Linked DNA regions of Arachis hypogaea: region 1 is linked to region 2. A link is a contact called in public Hi-C data. All regions are on one chromosome and are shown on one strand. The core of a region is the stretch at or near the end of the contact, and the rest is flanking DNA. Distances in the headings are between cores, read along the strand shown. Region 1 holds the start of LOC112697097 (histone-lysine N-methyltransferase, H3 lysine-9 specific SUVH4). Region 2 holds the start of LOC112697090 (cytochrome b-c1 complex subunit Rieske-4, mitochondrial-like).

The links. A called contact is a pair of places that touch in the nucleus more often than the background predicts.
Region 1: a Hi-C map of leaf shows a contact between it and region 2, with 1.8 times the contacts expected there. The contact joins the promoter of LOC112697097 here to the promoter of LOC112697090 in region 2. A contact is called at or near these places in 2 of 8 Hi-C or Micro-C datasets (both in leaf).

The regions. Positions count from the first base shown.
Region 1 is chr6:98,819,142-98,825,595 of arahy.Tifrunner.gnm2.J5K5, forward strand. It overlaps LOC112697097 (histone-lysine N-methyltransferase, H3 lysine-9 specific SUVH4), which reads left to right and starts at 3,021. Exons shown (of 16, transcript XM_025750104.3): 1 at 3,021-3,295; 2 at 3,418-4,030; 3 at 4,218-4,292; 4 at 4,846-4,908; 5 at 5,329-5,383; 6 at 5,569-5,678; 7 at 5,780-5,953. The coding sequence starts at 3,500.
Region 2 is chr6:98,617,055-98,623,584 of arahy.Tifrunner.gnm2.J5K5, forward strand. LOC112697090 (cytochrome b-c1 complex subunit Rieske-4, mitochondrial-like) reads left to right here and starts at 1,547. Exons shown (of 2, transcript XM_025750094.3): 1 at 1,547-1,796; 2 at 3,625-4,553. The coding sequence starts at 1,634. The coding sequence ends at 4,268. LOC112697092 (protein COFACTOR ASSEMBLY OF COMPLEX C SUBUNIT B CCB1, chloroplastic) reads right to left here. Exons shown (of 4, transcript XM_025750096.3): 3 at 5,917-6,069; 4 at 5,208-5,782. The coding sequence ends at 5,596.

The DNA of each region.
Region 1 (6,454 bases), core at 1,771-4,270, 200 kb after region 2:
AAAATACCAGGCACAGCTACCGCATGGCTAATCATTCGATTAGTTTATTTCAATAAAAAATTCTTAGGATTCAATAGAAAAATCTTAATAGCTAATCTTAGAGATTGATCTAAGATTTTAATTTATGAACTAATTGATGAAGATAAAATTAGATAAGCTTATTTGAAAAAAGAGTTATCAACTAAAATTTTTTTGCAAACATATATCATGAAATTTCTATTTAAAAATTTAATGTTGTTTGGTTTGATATATTTTGAATTTATATTTAATTTATATGTGATGAAAAATATATTGAGAGTTGTTAATAAATTGTCTCAACCATCATAAAGAAGTGAGCAATAAATTATAAATATCATGACGTTGATTAAAGTGGCCAAGTAATAATTACAAAGTATAAATGATAGTTGACATCATGGACAAAACTGTGTGTTGCTAAAACAGCGGTGGCCTCCCCCAAAATTGTAATTAATTATGAAAATTTGGAGTTAATATTCAGTTCCTGAATTTTGTATATAAACTTTAATTTAATTTTTAAAATTTTAATTGTTTTTTATATGATTTTTAAATTTTATAAATATACTTCACATTAGTTTTTAGGATGATTTCAGTACAAAAATATTAATGAAGCGATATATACAGTTAGATACTATGTTAAAATTGATAAAAATATAGTTTTAATTTTGACATTTAAATAATCTAAATACGATGTTATATCACTTATTTTGTTAGATAATTAAAATTTTAATAAACACTACTTAAATATTATTTTTGAATTATTTGAGTGTTAAAATTAAAACGACATTATTTTATAGAATCTAATATGACATTCAACTGTTTACCACAATATTCTGTTATTGTCTGTATGTTAAAAAATGTTTTAAAAATTAACATAAATTATGTTCGTAAAGTTTAAAAACTAAATAAAAATAATTAAATTTTTAAAAAATAAATTAAGGCTCATATATAAATTTAAAGACAAAATTGAATATTACTTTGAGAATTTGGTTATTCTTTTAAACTGTTGCCTCGTTACCAAATTTTTAATTCATTAATAAATATATAGACATTTTTAATTAAAGGTATTGAAAATAAAGGGGTTGGAGGTTAATTACTCCAAAAAAAAATCCTAAACTGCTTCTCTTTTCAAATTTTATTGGTTAGTTTTTTATTTGAATGAGACTCTTATTTATTTTTAAAATAAAAATTAAGTTAGTTTATAAGTAAAAAATATTTTAAACACAAGTTTTTTTATTATTATATTTTTTTAATTTGCCATATATCAGTATATATTATACAAAGGTTATATCATATACAAAAGTTTTTTAACAACACATTTTGAAAAAAATTTAAAATAATTTAATTACTCAAATATACTTTCTAATAGTTTTTTCTCATCCTCTAATTGATGACTATTATTTTTCCTTCGCATAAGATTTGACCACCTTCAAATATGGCCTAACTTTGTCCTGGTTGACCTCTTTTGCTCAATGAAATTTTATTATTTTCTGATAGTCATTAGAATATTTATGTTTTAAATACAGATAATATATTTATAATACAAAGAAGATTAAGATACAAAATTCAAAAAATCTCAAACTTGTACCATTTTTAAATTAAGTTATTTTATCAAGTGGTTGTTAATAACTTTAAGAATTTAATAATTATTTTACAAAAATAAATACCGAGTTACTTTTTTCATAATTTGTTTAAATCCAAATAATTTATTTTCTGCATTTGATAAAAAAATTGATTTATTTAGTTGAATTTTATCCATGTGAATTTTCTTTTTCTCACTTTTGATATCTGATAGTCAAATTAAGAATTTTGTATTATATATGTATTTTAATAATCAACTCTAAATCATAAAAGAGATTAATAAAATATCTCAATAATTTGTTGAAATAATAAAGCATATTATTTATTTATGAGTGTTTCTCCTATTAAAATTAGTTTTGATCAGAAAAAGTTAATTTCGTAATCAAATGCAAAATGTGTGGTTGCATAATGTTTAGTGACATACATATAAAAAAAGAGAAATTTTTTTTAACATGAGAAGAATTGTAAAATATTAAAGTAAGTAGTTAATTACTATTAAATTTATAATTTTCACTATCTTAGTTTAAGGGTAATCTTCACTTTTTTACTTGATTAATTTTCTCATTTTAGAAGAAGAAAGAGAAATATCTAATATTGATAATAAACAATTTTTTGATATTTTAAAAATATAGAAATAAAAAGTAGATAAATATCTCTAAGATTGGAACATATAAAGAAAGTTGATTAATGTGTTTTTTTTTTTTACTTTTAACAATTAATATGTATTTAATTTTATGATTTAAGATTAATATATTTTTGATAGAAAGATGAATATCTAGAGTGTTTTTCAAATGCGATATTTTCAAATAAAATATTTAAAAAAGTTTATTCATATGCTAAATGCTTGTACAATTAATTTTATTATCTAATAATATATAAAAAATTAATTTGTTAACAATTTTCTAAGAACATTGGAGTAACTAAAAGATTAATATAATATAATAGGGTAAACTAATAAGAATGTACTTGAATTATTTTGTTATTAATAAAAATATTTTTAAAATTTATTATTAATAAAAATATCTTTAAATTATTTAAAAATATAATAAAAATACACTTTTATAAACTGAAATATTTTATATTAATAAAAAAAGAATAATGTGTCAATTAGAGAATATCAGAATCTCATTTATTATATAAAATATTCTGTTAGTCAGTCACATTTTTTTTTTATTAAAAAAGCATGTCTTTGACAATGACTGATATTTTTAAATTATTTACGAATATTTTTACTAATAATAAAATTCAAAATATTTTTATCAGTGATAAAATAATTCTAATGCATTTTTGTTGTTTTACGCTAAATGTAATGTAATAAGTAATAAGTAATAACAAAAACAAAAACAATAATAAATATTGAATCATTTTGTCTTATTATTTCCGAATCGTATATTTCAAACACGCGTTACCATTCGTGTGTGCTTACGAGGAGGGAAATCAAAGTCCGAAGCGGGAATCCAAAAGGCAACCAAAAGAAAAATAACCAAAAGAAAAAAAAAAACAAATAAAATTAATTTGAAAAAGAATTTCAAGAGTCCACAGTCCACTCTAGTTCTCGGACAGTGGAGCCTATTATTAATAACACGGGACGAAACATTGCGTCTTCTCGTTTTCTCTCTCCCTTGACAACACTCTCTCTGCATTCTCTCTTTCCTTCTCCCCAAACCCTAGGAGCTTCTAATCCAAGCTACACTTCGAGGTTTTTCGCTCATTTCGTAAAATCTTCAATGGTTTCGGTGTTTATCTTCTCGATCACTGCTCTGAGTTTCTTGCATTTCGGTATTGATTTTAGTTTTTCTCGTTTTCATTTCTGTCTTGCAGATTTGCATGCTTGCAGGTTGAAGGTGCAGTTGCGCTTATTCAGAACTCAATCGTGCTCGGCGGCGTTTATTCTCAATATTCGATGGTTCCGAAGACGGAAAAGAGCTCTGATTTCGAAATGCCGGCGAGGAACAGTGACGAAACGGTAGAGAAGAAGAACGTGGCGAAGGACATGTCGGTGCAGCGCAGAGCCAGTGCGAGAATCCAAGCGGCGAAGCAGAAGGCCGAGGAGGAGCTTCATGCTCGCCGTGGAGCGGTGGTAGTAGAAGAAGAGAAAGAAAAAGAGGAGAAACGTGTGAAAGTGGCGAAGAAGTGGAGCAAGAAGCGCGTGAGGAATGGGGAGTACTTGGGAGAGGGAGAGGTTGTTGTTGGCGTTGCTTCCCCAAAGAAGGGGAACAATGGCAGCGGAAACGAGGATGGTGTTGGCGAGGGAGAGGGAGGTGTTGCTTCTTCCTTGGCGAAGAAGCCGAATAGGCGCCCGTTTATGCAGGATCAAAATGGAGTAGGGGATTCTGAGAATGCTGTGGCTAATTCTGCTGAAAATAAAGGAGCTGCCTTAAGGGTGAAGGAGACTATTAGGGTCTACAACAAGCATTACCTTCATTTTGTTCAGGTTAGTTCTATTGGTTCTGAATTTGCTGCTGCTGATTTTGTTGCTTCTCTGTTGTTTGCATTTGTGTGGGTAATGGTGAATTCCGGTAGAAATATTATAATTTGCTTGTAGCTGCTTTCATTTTAGTTTGTTAGAGGAATAGTCAGTGGTAATAGCTCTTGTTTGAGCATCTTTTTGGTATTTACAGGAGGAAGAGAAGAGGTGTGGGAAAGCGAAGGCTGAATCTGAAGCTGCTAAGAAGTCAAAGTCTTCAAAATCGAAGGTTGGATTCTCGTTAATCACTTGTTACTTGTGGATTCTCTTATCTATCTGAGTCCCTGGTTTCATGGCGGACATAGGTTGTTTGCAAACAATGATAACAATAGTCCTTTAAGTTAAAGAGGAATGCTAGAGGGATAGTAGAATTTATTGTTTTTAGCCATTAATTAGTAATCAATGTTTAAAAGTATGGTATAAAATATGTTGTTGAATTACTAGACTAAAGGAACTAGACTAAAGGGATTGAGTTGATGACTAAGTGATGGCAAAAAACAATTTCTGATGGTCCCCTAGCATTTTTCTAAGTTAAATTCAATATGTTAGAGAATAATTTGAATATGATACTAGTGACTGATTTTTCTAACAGGAATAAACTTATTTGACCAAAAAAAGTGTTGCTCACTAAAATGAGAATGGTAATCTTTTAAACATCAGAATTCCATGGATCAATTTGAGGGTTTACTTTATCATTGTCCTATTCCTGGTATACTTAATTAAATCTGAATGCTTTACTGAATTCTTTTAATGTGATAAATTTGACATGTTTATCTGTATAGAAAGCGGGACCACTTGAAGTTAAGAAAACTCATCAGCGACCTGATCTAAAGGCACTATCCATGGTAAGTCAGAATTCAGTGACTTGATTGTTTTTTATTGACATCTTAATTTAAGTATAATGACATTATATTGAAATATGATGATCTAGTATAAAAATTGCCTTCTTGATTTCATCAATAACATGGCATTAGAGCTAGCTTTTATTCGTCTCTTGTTTGTAGTAGTTGTGTTTTTCGTTTTTTCATTTTATTTAAATTGTTGCCTTATATGGTTCCAGTTCTTTTATTTCTAGTGCCTCTTCCCCCTTTTCTGCATTATAGATGCCAAAAGTTGTTTTCTTTCTCCAAGTGATTTATCATGTTGGGTTTTATTACTAAGTTGGAACGATGCTTGGTTTTGATTAAACGATATTGATTAAATTTTACTGTGCAATCCTACATCTTATTTTTTGACATTACCTTGAAAATTGGGATTTTCGGCAGATGATGACGAATAATGAGATTTTGTACCCCGAGAAAAGAATTGGTGACCTTCCAGGTTTGTGGTTTTGTCTTCTTGTGTTTTCATGTCTTTTGTCATTTGCCATAATAACAGTGTTATTTTTTATTTTCTATGTATCAAACCAGGTAGGAGTTATTTCTTATAAGTCATTGATTATCATAATTTCCTATTGTGATTACTTCCTTATTTTGATATGGGTTGAACTTTTCTATTAATGTCAGGTATTGAAGCTGGACATCAGTTCTTTTCTCGAGGTGAAATGGTTGCTGTTGGTTTTCATAGTCATTGGTTAAATGGGATTGATTATATGGGCAAATCCTATGGCAAAGTGGTACTTTATTTTCATTGTGCTGTTCTCTTTGTTTGTGTGTAGAATATGAAGGTTACACACACCTTATGTTTTGTTTTGTTTTCACCTCTTGGTTGCCACAGAACAGCATTTATGAATACCCTATTGCCGTGGCCATTGTTTTGTCGGGCCAGTATGAAGATGATGTTGATAATGCTGATGATGTTGTGTATACTGGTCAAGGTGGGCATAACTTGACAGGTGATAAGCGCCAAATCAACGACCAAAAGTTGGAGCGGGGTAACTTAGCACTCAAGGTGTGCTTTTTTTTTTTTAAATCTCTTGGAACATTTAACCCATGGTAATTTCTTGTTTCTTCTATGTGGTTGATTTGTTTATTTTATTTGGCTTTGTTAGAGGAAGGGTATGGAAGGCTATACCTTATATAAATGTTTTGTTTGCTTTGCTTTTGTATAGGGGAACTCTTATCCCCAGTTTCCAGTTTGTGTTATCCTACTCGACTTAATGAAATTATTCCTTTACCCTAAAAAAAGAAGGGCATTGAAGGAAAGGGCTCTCTCTTTTTTTTTTTTTGGGGGGGGGGGGTGTTGGCTTTGTTAATGTATAGTGTAGTACATAGAGTATGGAAGGAACCAACATGAACCAGCACTACGGTAAAATATAAATAAAAAAAACAGCTCCAACCCCTTGTCAAAGGCTGCCACCATTTTGACTGCAATCATCCTACAGATAAGGATGTCCCACACGGATACCTTTTTCTCTGTGTCTATAAGGCTGCGTTTGGAAAGAAGATTGAG
Region 2 (6,530 bases), core at 297-2,796:
TACTAGAAATTTGCCAAACACGCTAAAAAATAAAAAAGACATTTTTTCATTGAAAAAAGATATTTTTTTTAATCAAGATAATAGCACCCAAACAAACACTTAATACTTAAAAGCTCTTTTTAAAAAGTTATGATACATGGACACCGACACGGATATGGGACGCGGACACACAAATTTTAAAATATTATAAGACACGGGAACAGGACATATATATAAAATATAAAGTATTTTTTGGATAAATTACAATGGTATTTTCATATTTTATTAATATTAAAAAATAAAATAACTTTTTAACTGTTTTTAATGTCTTCTTTTAGCTATATAAAGTATTTAAAATATTTTTTATTTTAATAAATAATAATATATATTATTTCTAAACTCATTTTAAGAATACATGTTAAGAATAAAGCTGTATACGCTAACACGTGATGGTATTTAAGTGTGTTTAAGTATATCTGAAAAAAACTTTTTTATTTTTTATGAAAACATAATTGAATATAGCAGACATGTGTATCGAATGAGTATCGATGAACGTAATGTTCGAAGTGTGCCCGATATATAAACACAATAACTCAACGCCATACTTCATAGTTAAAAAATTATCTATATATAAAATAATTTTTATCTATTAAATTTTTTTTTAAAAAAGAGTAAATACTCAATGCGGTCCTTGTCCATTTTTACAAAGTACAAAGCGACCTCTATAAAAAAAGAAACATTTCGATCCTCAACCTTTTTATTTTGGGACAATACGATCTCTCTGTTAAAAAAAATTATTAAATAATAATAAAAATTAGTTTGGTGGGAGGTTTTAAATCCCCACAAAATTCTTTTTAACAATATAACTACTTACTACCAGAACTAGTATTATCTTCTTCATCTTCATTATTATCACTCCTACTTTTATTATTTTTATTGTGTAACTATACTTTATCATTATCATTATCTCTTTTACCGTCATCATCACTAATACTAATATTATCAACATCAAAGTTTTCTTCTTTCATTTTTTATTTTTCAATTATAATGGAAAAAGAAAATAGTGAAAGACAAGATTATTCAACATTAAAATTTGTGAGACCGAATAAAAAATTTATTCTTTAGTTCACGTGACTAGATTAATCACATTATAATTCTATCTTTTTAAAAGAAAAAAATAACATTAAATAAAAAATAAAAGAGGAGAACTTTAATGTTAACAATATTAGTATTAGTAATGATGACAATAGAAGAAATAATGATGATGATAAAATATAGTTATAGAATAAAAATAATAGAAGTATGAGTGATAATAACGAGGATAAAGAAGATAGTAGTAGTAGTAATAATTAATTTTTATTATTATTTAATAAATTTTTTAACAGAAAGATCGTATTATCTCAAAATTAAAAAAATTAAGAATCGAAGTGTCTTTTTTTTAAACAAAAACCGCTTTATCGTTCAAAAAAATGGACAAAACTAATTAAATGTTTACTCTTTAAAAAAATAAAAAAATAAGTAATTTTCTCATAACCAATCCAAACTAACCATTATTAAATCCCAAATCATGGGGACCCATCGCCTCTTTCCACAGAATAGAGGCAGCAAAAGTGAAAAGGGAGGAAATCAGTAGAAAAAAAAGAATCGCAGGAAGATGTTGAGGGTTGCAGCAAAGAGGTTGTCTTCTCTGTCATCGTCTTCATGGAGAGCTAACCATGCCGCCTCTGCCTTCGTCTCTCGGAACCCCATCGCCCCTCACTATGACTCCCACGATCGCGGATCCGCTCCCCAACCCCAATTCTTTCTCCCATTCCGAGGTTAGGGTTTTCTCCCTCTTTCCCTTTCCCTTTCCATATACATTTTTGTTTCAGCTCCAAATCAAAAGAGACCAGACAAGTTGATTTGTGATTATTTCTGCCCCGTGCCCTTGATTTGATGCTTTTGTCTGTTCGGTATGTTTATGTGCTTATGCGCCAACCTGATTTTATTGTTATTCGCCATATCGTAGTATCGGTAGTTGCTTTACGCAAATCATTTAACTCGTTCTTGGTTGGTGTCTAGATTCGAAGTTTATGTATTGTGAGCGTGTTTTTTGCTGATTGCAATCGGACATTTGTTTGGGATTTGGGGGGTGGTAGTGATTGTTGGTGGTGGTGTTCTTCTACACGTGCTATTTTGTGCCCAAAGAACAGAAGGATAAAAGATGGCGTTGAATAGTGCTCGTATTTTTCTTCTTTTGGAATTTTGAATTTTGATTTCAGGGCAGCGAGACATGTCTTGCATAGAATTTAAATCCACCGAGCATTTGAACTATCATGTTGTGTTGAAAATATCTTCTTACCAAAAGCTTTTCAAGAGTGTTATATTGAGTGAATATATAAGTAGCAAAATTTGCCCAAGTCTAGTATGCTGTTCTTCTGAAGTATAACAGATTATGCTTCATTGTTGGTTTTGTTGTTATTATACATCATTTCTAGTGGAAACTAGAGTGACACATTTAGTTGTAATATAGGCTCTGGATATATTAAAAACATCAAGTGACATGAATGTATAAGAGATTGCATTACCAATGAAAAATTATGGAAGTATAGAACATACCAACTGGGGAGCTTTCTTTCTAAAATCGAGAGTAGCTTGTACATGAACTACAATCTTAAACAAATTACTCCCAGACTGTGTATACATCTATTTGTGCTGCTAATAACTAGTAAATTCCATTTCTAATTCTGAACTTTATGTAATTCAAATCATGCAGTTGAGTGTTTGTGCTCTGATTGGGGCTTGATTATCTTCATGATTGTTATATGTGTATGCTGTAAGGTATTTGTTTGTGCCATTCTATGATCTACCCTTCCTATATCACTAGTTCAATAGTTCTCAAGAGATTGTTTATTCAAGAATTTCATTATTCATAAGTTTAGGCTTCCCCAGAACTGATCCAATAGTACATAACCAAATTGTGTTCCATCTTATGATTTGCCCTTCCTGTATCAGTATATCACTAGTTGAATAGTTCACAAGAGATTGTTTAATCAATAATTTCTGTTATTGTTGAGTTAGGCGTCCCCATAACTGCTTCAATAATTCATAATGAAATTGGCTGCCATCCTATTATTTGCCCCTCCGATATCACTAGTTCAATAGCTCACAAAAGGTTGTTTATTCAAGAGTTCTGTTAATCATAAGTTAGGCTTCCGTGGAACTGTTTCTGTGGTTCAATAATTCATAATGAAAGCGTGTTATTCACTTACAAATATTAAAAGGTATAAAAATAAAAAGAAAAGAAAAGGAGAAAGAAAGAAAAGGTCATTAGTGAAGCTGATTGAGATTGATTGGTAAATATTATGTAGTTTATTATTTGACTGAGTATTGTGCTTTCAATTGTGCATGTGTTGAATTTTAAAGTGTGTGCAAAAAGATAAGTGAATTTTGGGCATCTATTCCCGGTACCAGTAAGGACAGTACCCAGTGCCATTGTGACAATATGGTTATGGCAACCATTTAGCAGTACCATGTACCCGTCACAGTTTGGGTTTTGCTATAGTTATTGAAGGCTTGCCTTCTTTTTTATTTTCCAGGGTTTGGTTTATTAACATCTTAGCCAAATTAATGCGACTCGATAATTTATTTTCAATCTGTACCCAGGTTTTGCTACTGGATTGCCAGTCCATGCAAACGAAAACAGCATTATTCCTGAAATTCCAGCAACTGTCGCTGCTGTAAAAAACCCTTCCTCTAAGATCGTATACGATGAACACAATCATGAACGATATCCTCCTGGTGACCCAAGCAAGAGGGCATTTGCCTACTTTGTCCTAACAGGTGGCAGATTTGTCTATGCCTCTCTGGTGCGTCTCCTTATTCTCAAGTTTGTGCTCAGTATGTCGGCGAGTAAGGATGTTCTTGCTCTGGCTTCACTTGAAGTTGATCTCTCCAGCATTGAGCCAGGCACCACTGTGACTGTTAAGTGGCGTGGAAAGCCTGTGTTCATCAGGCATAGGACGGAAGATGATATTAAGCTGGCAAACAGTGTTGACGTTGGATCTCTTCGCGATCCCCAGCAGGATGCGGAGAGAGTCAAGAACCCTGAGTGGCTCATTGTGATTGGGGTTTGCACACATTTGGGTTGTATCCCCTTGCCAAATGCTGGTGACTTTGGTGGCTGGTTTTGCCCCTGTCATGGTTCACATTATGATATATCTGGCAGAATTAGGAAGGGACCAGCGCCATACAATCTGGAGGTACCAACATATACTTTCTTGGAAGAGAACAAGTTGCTAATTGGTTGAAAGACACAGGATACTACCTACTGAACCGGTTTACAATAATTTTTTTAATTTATTTGATAATGTCGAAATGCGGCGTGGATATCTCTTCTTCTCGAGTACTTATTTGGTTTGTTTAGCAAGTGTTTATGCAGCACAGAGATTTCTGTTTCTGTCATATGCTTGCCTTTTTGCTTGTCATATGCTTTCATTAGTTGATGATTTCAGGAGCTTTGTATAATTATAAAATTCTGCTGAAGCAGTAAAATTTAAGGATTTTGACTAATGCGAATCAAGTTCTTTTAGTCACTGTATCGTAATGATTTTTGAGGTAAGTTGTTCCATAGTTTTTTTTTCTTTTTTTTTTTTTTGGGTTATAACGTGTGTATAAAACATTTTAATACAGTGACTATGGATACAAATTAAATTCACCACTTATAGTGTTCTTAGCTATTTTGTTAATGTTAAGTTGGGAAATTAGATAAGTTAATCCTTTAAATGGATGTTTTTCTGCAAGAGGATACTAAGTTTCATGTCTCATCTAAGACTAGTGAATGTGGGATACTGGGATCCGTTTGCTATGTTAAAACAAGCCTTAAATGTTGTAGTAAATAATTCCAAGGCTCGCTGATATTCAAAACAATTTCTCTAAATGTTGTCTTTCATTGTATGGAATTTACATATCTAGTTTCATTTGAGTCGCTTCATTGTTGCCAACGTGGCAAAATGATAATGTAAACAGCGGGGCAGAACCCTTATGGTAAAAACCGAACCAAGAAAGCAGTTTATATTTGCTGTATAGTTTTCGACTCTTTGTGATTAGAATTATAGGATTAGTTTTAGAATAATATTATGTGGATAGATTAATATGTGCCAAGGTTTGAATGATGAGAGACTGTAATTGAACGTTTAAATTTTGTGGAACTGATTTGTCTTCCGAACTGAATTTCAATCCAAGCATGATGGAGAAAAATCAGAAAATATTATAAAATGCGGTACTGCTGCATATGTGAACCACAGAGAATTTTCTTAAGCAGAAAAGTCCAAGCTTCTTTACAACAAACTTTAGAATGAGGTACTGCTGAGCCCTGAGCATGTCTTAAGTAAAAACATTTTGACATTTTCTGCTTTAGCAAAATAGGTATCTAGCATTTTGCATACTTGTGCCATCCAACAAATTAAACAATTAATAGCCGCTGTTAACTTGCTGCTTGACCAAGCTGATTCACCATGCTTCCAAGGCTTCTATGGGAGAAGCTATATCCATTTTTTTTCAAGTCCAGTAGTAACATCCACAATGATTCCGATGTTTTTTGTTTCTAAAGGCTTCTATGATATTCTGATTCTGCCATCATCTTTCAAAAACACCTTTAACATAGACCATTCCTTTTTCACTGAGATTGAGTTCCTTTCTCATTTGTTCAACTTGTTGGTCATCACCTTGAACAACGATCTCTGATAAGGTTCCATCATCATCAACCATCATTTTCACCTTAATTTCCTCCTTTCTAGATGCCCGAGTCCAGTAATACGCACCACTGTGAAAATTCCCAAAGAAGAACCACACAAGATCCACATATTAGGACTATATGGATGGATTAACGTTTAAGCTACTCTCCAAAACAATGAGCTACTAAGCGTAATGTAAATTTTCAATGCCTTCTTCACTTACGCCAATGGACTTAAGGCTGTGATAAAAAACCAGTTATTGCCGAAATCCGGGACAGTTATGGTGAGCACAAGTGCCACACTTGCAAGACTTATGCAAGTGCAGAAGGTTAATAGTGCTGCTTGGCCCCTGCTAGGAACCATCGTTCCTTCAAACCTTCACAGAAGAAACCCAAAAAACATTAGATTTCCATATTCTTTTCACTTAATTTAAAAATGCAAATGATAAAGAGGGAAAACTGCTTGATTGATTGATCAAACACTTTTGGCATGAAAAGATAATGGCTATTCTTTCTTCTTGATGGGACTTTGACTTGTGATATTGACAGTATTTCAAATCTGGAGTATCCTTTGTGTTTTTTGTCTAAAGTTAAAATCTAAGATGGCCTACTATATATATATATATAAAGGGCAACCTGCTCCACAAGCATTCTGCATTAACACAGTCTGATATTATTTCTTGATATTTAAAAAAACTCAATGCCAGGACGAAGCATAACAGCCAATACGAAAACTAAAGGGCTTTGTATCTGCAATCCTCAAAATCCCATGATTATAGGGCTACTCTACAACTAAGAAATCAAATTTCCTCTCTAATGCTTTCTACTCCAATTTGTG